Linked DNA regions of Zea mays: region 2 is linked to region 1. A link is a contact called in public Hi-C data. All regions are on one chromosome and are shown on one strand. Each heading gives the region's core, a stretch centred on a gene start, on an enhancer-like site or on the middle of the called end of the contact. The rest is flanking DNA. Distances are from core to core; before and after follow the strand shown.

Evidence for each region. Hi-C and Micro-C count contacts between places; a contact is called where the count stands out from the background.
Region 2: a Hi-C map of ear shows a contact between it and region 1, with 1.8 times the contacts expected there. The contact joins the promoter of LOC100193878 here to the enhancer-like site in region 1. A contact is called at or near these places in 2 of 25 Hi-C or Micro-C datasets (ear and leaf).

Annotation. Positions count from the first base shown.
Region 1 is chr8:94,972,957-94,976,437 of Zm-B73-REFERENCE-NAM-5.0, forward strand. No RefSeq gene overlaps it. Among protein-coding and RNA genes, the nearest start is that of LOC100275244, 16 kb to the left of the region's middle. Within about 2 kb of position 2,180, at least 4 of the 20 cell types and tissues checked have an H3K27ac peak or open chromatin away from gene starts, as enhancers often do. A contact at or near this core is called in ear, where this site is marked.
Region 2 is chr8:95,192,059-95,195,686 of Zm-B73-REFERENCE-NAM-5.0, forward strand. LOC100193878 (60S ribosomal protein L11-1) reads left to right here and starts at 1,797. Exons shown (of 5, transcript NM_001138955.1): 1 at 1,797-1,859; 2 at 1,960-2,067; 3 at 2,337-2,379; 4 at 2,461-2,656. The coding sequence starts at 1,857.

The sequences.
Region 1 (3,481 bases), core at 930-3,429:
TTCAAATTTGAATTTTCCGAAGAAATTCAAATAAACGAACTAAATCTACTAACGATTGAATCTCTGTTATAATTATCCACAAATGATACATGTAGGTCTACATAGTGTAGGAACATACCACAAAAAGTTTGGGAGACAAAATCAAAAAAATAAAAATATACTTTGCCGAGTGTCTAGGGATGACACTCGGCAAAGAGGTCTTTGCCGAGAGCTAGATGTGTGACACTCGGCAAAGAATACTCTTTGCCGAGTGCCAGCCGCTGGCTCTCGGCAAAGACTGACGGCCGTCAGCTTTGGGACGGCCTCTGACGGCCCTTTGCCGAGAGCCCCCTTTGCCGAGTGTTTGGCACTCGGCAAACTAGTCTTTGCCGAGTGTCGGCCTGTGCCGAGTGTCGAGCGCTCGGTAAAGAGCCTCGTTGCCGAGAGTATAGCTTTACCGAGTGCGGCACTCGGCAAAGATTTCAACACTCGGTAAAGCCTTGGATTCCGGTAGTGCTTAGCACAGGTATTGATGTATAGCCTCACCGTACTAATGTTGTTTATAGCATGAGCACCTCACAAGCCGTCATTTCTCTGTTAATACGAATGAAAAGAATTCTGGTCCAATTCTGGAATGCATGAAAGCTTGTTTAATTAGAGTTAAATATCGCTAGTGGAAAATCTTGTTTTGTAATGGCCCAAGCAGCAAACACATATGTTTCTCTCACTTATTATGTTAATCGCCAGAAAAGAAATATTGCATGGTCTAGTAGTCACAGATAGATAATAAGTAAATATATTTTATATGCAATCATCAAATACCTACTATGGTTAGATAAAATTGGTTGGTTCTTATCATAGTTAACTTGAATATCAGAAGCTATTTAGGATCTACTACATAACAGAACCAAAATAGTTGTGAACGGAACTAACACTGTAATTCTTCAAACTTTGTTGATATCAACCAACTGCTTATAATCCAAACGACAATCAATCATATAATGTCCTGAACCGATCTTGGGCAGATAGATAACTGAAGCATGAAACTTGCAATGACAATGAGGCTAGCCTGACAGATGACTGCACACGTGCAAAAAACGAACCAATTGGATCCAATAGGGACATAGGGGCTCCTTCCTTATCACCCATCTGAACATCAGTCTGAGCATGTACAGGTGATGAGCGGGGGGCGACTAATTATTTCGGATAATGCATCCATATAGTATTAATTCAATTCAGTACATATACATACATGGGGGCTGCGTAGAGGAGCATGGAAGCAGGCAAGCAGCATTTCCTGCAAGAGAGACAGACAAATAGAAGGGGCGTAGGTTCAGTTCATTTGTTCAGGTCAGCAGTTTAGTTTATTTGTTTTTTAAAAAAGATATACAGTTCAGTTCATTTCAGTTCATGTCGTCAATTCAATTCATTTGTTCAGAAAGATATCCAATTCTTTGTTTTTAACTTTGTTTCTTTATCCACATCAGCCCACTTTTGCAGCGATGATGAGTCAAACAGTTGCCTGCCATTGTATCATGTATGTAGGATGAACAATGGCGTGTCATGTATATTATACAGTAATATATAAGAACCTGGGCACAAGTGCCATAATGCATGGTTATCCGTAGGGTTTAAAGTGACATGAAAGGGATTCACTCGTTCCTCAAGTGGAACAAATCAGCTTGAGGAATAGATCCCAAGCTACCGAACAAAGCCTTAGGGAGAATTCTCTAATAATAGATCTTCTTCCGATCCCGTAAGATTACATTTAGACGACGAAGGTACAATTCAACGTTGCATGTGAGGATTTTGATGAGAGCATGCACGAGGAGGGATACAATCACATATGCTGTGAGCTCAGTTGGACCAGTATCCATATATGCAATCATTATTAATTGTTTAGTTGTATGCGGGTTTAGGTGAGCTTTTGTTTGGTTGATTGCGTACATTTAAAATAAAAAAATATATAATGAAATTATTTTTTTTGCAAAATCTATATTGTAATAGTTTTGTTTGTAAAATTTACAACAAAATAAATATGAAATTAGTTTGGTGACTAAATATGGTAATCATGACTTCATGAGAAAGTAAAAAAGGTTATTGGATTCCAAGTCTCGTGCTCGCCTTAGCCTGGCCGCTCAGCGAAGCTCGCGCGCTGCGTTTGCAGCTGGCCAAGCTCGTAGCGTACGACTGCATGCGCCAGGCTTTGGTCCCTGCGCAGGCATCCAATCAACTATGTGGTGTATGAATAGTCTTTTCTGAGCCCTAGTATAGAAAAGCTCTATATAAATGGTTGAGAACGTATTTGTACTACTGTTTTTCAGAACCCTTAGTAGTAAGACCTAAGGCGAGTACAAATATTTATTTGTAAAAGTGGATAACTGATAACCGCCACTGGAAATCAATTTTTTAGAAAACATAAAATAAAGTTTAAAAATAGTATATATATATATGTATATATATATATATTAGGGGAGGCTTCACCCAAACCTGTCCGTCTCCATTGAAGTTGTAAGTCACGACACTTTTCACGTAAAATTTGCAATTACACGGCCGGGGGAATCAAACACACAACCTCACCCTCGCGTGTAGCATACTCTACCACTTTGCCTATCACTTTTTGCTTTATGTTTATATTACAATTTTGTTGCTCACATATTGGAACAATCTTAGTATAAATTGACTATTTGGTGCTGTAAACGAATTCAAATGTAAAAAATAAGACTCCACCGCACGCTTTGAGCTCTTTTCTACTAGTGGAGGGTATGCCAAGGGAACCAAACACACCCTACACCTTCCAAGTTGAGTCTTGTTGGGCACCTGTTAAGATTTCTATGAAGAACTAAAATAGGGAAACACAGTTAAATTAACATGATTCCTTCCCCTTTTTGATTAGCTCATGATGAATGAGTAGATCAAAAGGGAGAAGGTTAAATAATAGAGTAAGAATGCTCAGTAAAGTATAACATAAAGGTATGATAGTATACATGTCGTACAACATAAGCTTCATCATTATATTTTGTTTCTTTTAGTTACATATGATTACAATGCTACCTTCGGAATATTCAAAGGTGACTCGAAGACGTTTGTGCCTTACAACTTTGGACGTTGAGTGATCCGTGCGTGAGTGAATACGTGAACAACGAAATGTCTTCCATGCATGGGCATTGTACCACTATTTACAGTGGTGGGGTGACGTACAACTTCGTGTGAAATTACATTTATGTCCTTAGGTTCTATACATGTGACCTATAGAAAATATTGAGGGTGTCGTTGTCTTCCCACTCGAAATGTGTCATGCATGCTGTTTGAATCCCCTTTCGTCTCCTAATTATGTGCTTCAGATACTCCAAAGGGCTTCATCTAAATATTGGCGCTGAAGTTATCACATGTTTCCTTAATTAGTGGAGATCGCCACGATGAAGGTCATTCCGCTATTCCTTCAACAAACTCGAAGATAGTTGAGATTCATTAGTTTGAGGACCTTCGGCACATCCCCAAC
Region 2 (3,628 bases), core at 547-3,046, 220 kb after region 1:
ATGAGTTGGAGTTGTGGTGTGCAAAGGCAACAACTGAGGTGATCCACTTTCTATGGTGGCTTGCTTTATTTTATTTTATTTTATTGATTAACACTGAAATTTTGTGTTACAGTATGCAGCATGTTCATGGGATGAGCACAAGCTTATTAGATTTTTGGTATGACCAGTTCTACCAAATTATGTATTCTAATCTATTCACGCCGAGACTCTAGATACAAATATGAGATCAATTGTGTTCTTATATTTGGATGTGCCAAAGTTTTATATTCATTGTTTGGACAGGAGACAAACACAACGATTTCTGTAGTTTGATCTTGAGTTTAAACTGTTTCAATCAGCAACCAAATGAGTTACCACTTGCAAACAAGCTTCAGGCCAGTATACAACGTCCATTTTAGACAATCTTTTGCTTTGTAGGTTTAGCAAAAAATATATGTTGCTAAGTTGTACTGTAATTGAAGTGATCAGATGAATAGAATATTCTAACGTTATGTGGTCACTTGTCTAGCCGGAATAACATATTGATAAGTCTTTTTTGTAGTTATTAGATTAACCTTTCTTCCTATACTCGATTCATGCAAATCATAATGAGCAGCAGACATTGCTTAGCAGATTATTGTTACTGCTATATTTCAGAGTGAATCAAGTGAAAGCAGCCGTGAGGGAAACTCGAGTTATTATCGCGGGCGACGAAATTGATCTTTAGCTTTGTTCATGCAGAAAACAAGTCTACTGTACTGCTAGGACTTTAACTGTGTCCTCAGTAAAAAAGGACTAACTTGATCTTTATTCTTGTTCATGCAAGAATTTTAGGCACATTTGTGACGCCACGCTGCACTTTGATGGAGGTGAGCTCCCTTCGTCAACGCTCTCAGCTTTTTAAGGCAACCACATTTCATTGTCTGGGACCACAACAGTCTTTTTAAGGCGTCTTGTAGGACTCCAAGCGCTTGGATAATTCTAGGCACCTTGCCCGCCTAGGCGTTAAGACAGTGGTCATGTTTACTTGCTCGCCTTACCGACTTAAGAACACTGGACCACAATGATCTTATCGGTGATGAAACTAGATTCTATGTTTTTAAGCTGACAACATCATCGTACTATTATTATTCTATTCCTTGCATATCATAGTGATGTTGTTATTCTCTATCTATGTTTTATATTAATTTTTAACTCTCGTGATAACGCATGGGCACATATCTATATTATAGTGATGTTTCTCGTTCCGTATATATGTTTTATACCAATTTTTAACTTCCGTGACAATGTACGGGCATATACCTAGTAATCTATTGAAGAAGACGTTCTTCACCGTCCAAGCAAGCCCTAAGGGCCCGTTTGGCAAAGCTCTAGCTCCTGCTTCTTTAGCTCTAGATCCTGATCCTCGTGAGGAGCTGATCCTCCTGATTCTCCTAGAAAATCAGAATCATTTTTAAAACTGTTTGGCAAGTAAACTGATTCTTGTCTTCTGAGAGTTGGTGGTCTGTGGCGATGGTCTGTTTTACTCTTTGCAGTTCAACTTTATTACAAACCAATAAGTAGGATCCATATACAGGAAAAAGATATGAAACAACAACATATAGATTATTCCCATCATAGTAGTGCATAAAATGGTCTCAAATGTTTAATCCTGATTCTCCTAAATCACCCATTTTTTCTAGTGGAAGACACTTGTTGCAACTCACAAAATCGCGCTGCTGATCGACTCCGTCCATCGCCTAATCGGACGGTCCTAACACCAACCGCCAGCACTATAAGAAATGGGATTATAGGGTTTCCGCTACCGCAGCCACACCCCAACATCAAAACCCTCCCATCTCTTCCCCTCCGCCGCCGTCTCTGCTCTCAAGATCGCCATGGTGAGTTCCTACTACAACGCCGGCGACGCGAAATGCTCGGCATTTCTGGCACCTTTCCTCCTGACACCACAGTGGTTGCTGACTCGTTTGTGTTCCGCAGGCGTCAGAAAAGAAGCAGTCGAACCCGATGCGGGAGATCAAGGTGCAGAAGCTCGTGCTCAATATCTCCGTTGGAGAGAGTGGAGATCGACTCACCCGCGCCGCCAAGGTATTTCATCTCGGCTCGAACTCTACAGGCCTAACAGCAATTATTTTTCTTGTTGCATGCGCATTTGGGATCCCATTCTTTTCGACTTTGCTGTGGTATGGTGCCCGAGCTTATAGATGTACCGCTTGTCATTTATATAAAGAGAACTCCGCATGGTGCTCTAGGCAGTTTAATCTCATGATTGTGGAGGGAATTTGTTATCTGTTTAGATTACTAGAGGCTGATTGGTTTATTCGATTGCTAATTTGTTTTCCACTGTGCTATCATAGGTGTTGGAGCAGTTGAGTGGGCAGTCTCCGGTTTTCTCCAAGGGTAACATTCTTTCGTCAAGTTTCGTTTAATCAATGATTCTATATCAGCGTTGGTAACGGCGATGATTGGGTGCTCTTGCAGCAAGGTATACTGTGAGGTCTTTCGGTATTCGTCGTAATGAGAAGATTGCATGCTACGTTACGGTCAGGGGTGAGAAGGCAATGCAGCTTCTTGAGAGTGGCCTCAAGGTGAAGGAGTATGAGCTTCTGAGGAGGAACTTCAGTGATACTGGCTGCTTTGGTTTTGGTATTCAGGAGCACATTGATCTTGGAATCAAGTAAGATGATCTTTTTATCTCATATACAATTCACGCAAATGATCTATTGAAATATTGCACTGTTATATGGTTTGGTTTCCTCAAGTATAGAAACCCATGTTTATTTGAATCTGTGTATAATGGAGGTAACTGGCTATTCATGTGTCAAGTTTTTGAATTCTATATTAGTTCAGTGTAGTTCTAGGTAAAGATAAGATACCGCTGGACAATTCAAATTTAAACTGTGATGATGGTTTTATTCACCATGTTCATTGGATCTCAAATTTGCCCATGTTATAATTTTGTATATGCCCTATTGATTGCAGGTCATGCCTTGTATGCCTACTTAGCTGTGAGCTGATGACTAATATGCCTTTTTATCAATTTAATTTGTCACATGGGTGAATAAGGATTTTTTTCTTTATGATGTTCTCTGCGGTGTCCTATTTTGATTAATGTTGCTGTCACACTTCATTTCGTTAGGTGTTAATTTTTAAGTGATACATTATGGAATATCAGTTTGTATTTGCTACACAGTGTATTTATGTTGAGCATGGGTGCTAGAATTTGCCACCCATTTCAAAGAACAGAAAACCAATTCTTTCTGCACCTTTGAGTTTACACAAGCATGGACATGGAGGGAGCCATGCAATACTAATGAGAGAATAATACATTTCATCTGGTGGGTCTGGCCTTAGAAATTCCTAATGAACCAAACACTAGAGCTTGTAGTTCCTCTAGCTTCTCTATGACCTGTATCTAGAGAGTAAAACACTAGAGATGCCCAATTAGACAAAGAAAAAGATTTGTTTCAGTTTTACTAGGTGGATTAGCTTTTAGTTTTGCAGTCTAAAGTTGTGCAGTTCTGTGTATCAACCACACATCGTGCTAAAATTATAAAGAAAAATATTCTTGCAAAGTCACTGTCTGAGTGTGATTGCTGTTTTTTGTTTTATTGGTAACTGTTGGTTATTGTCTGCAGTCAGTCATTTT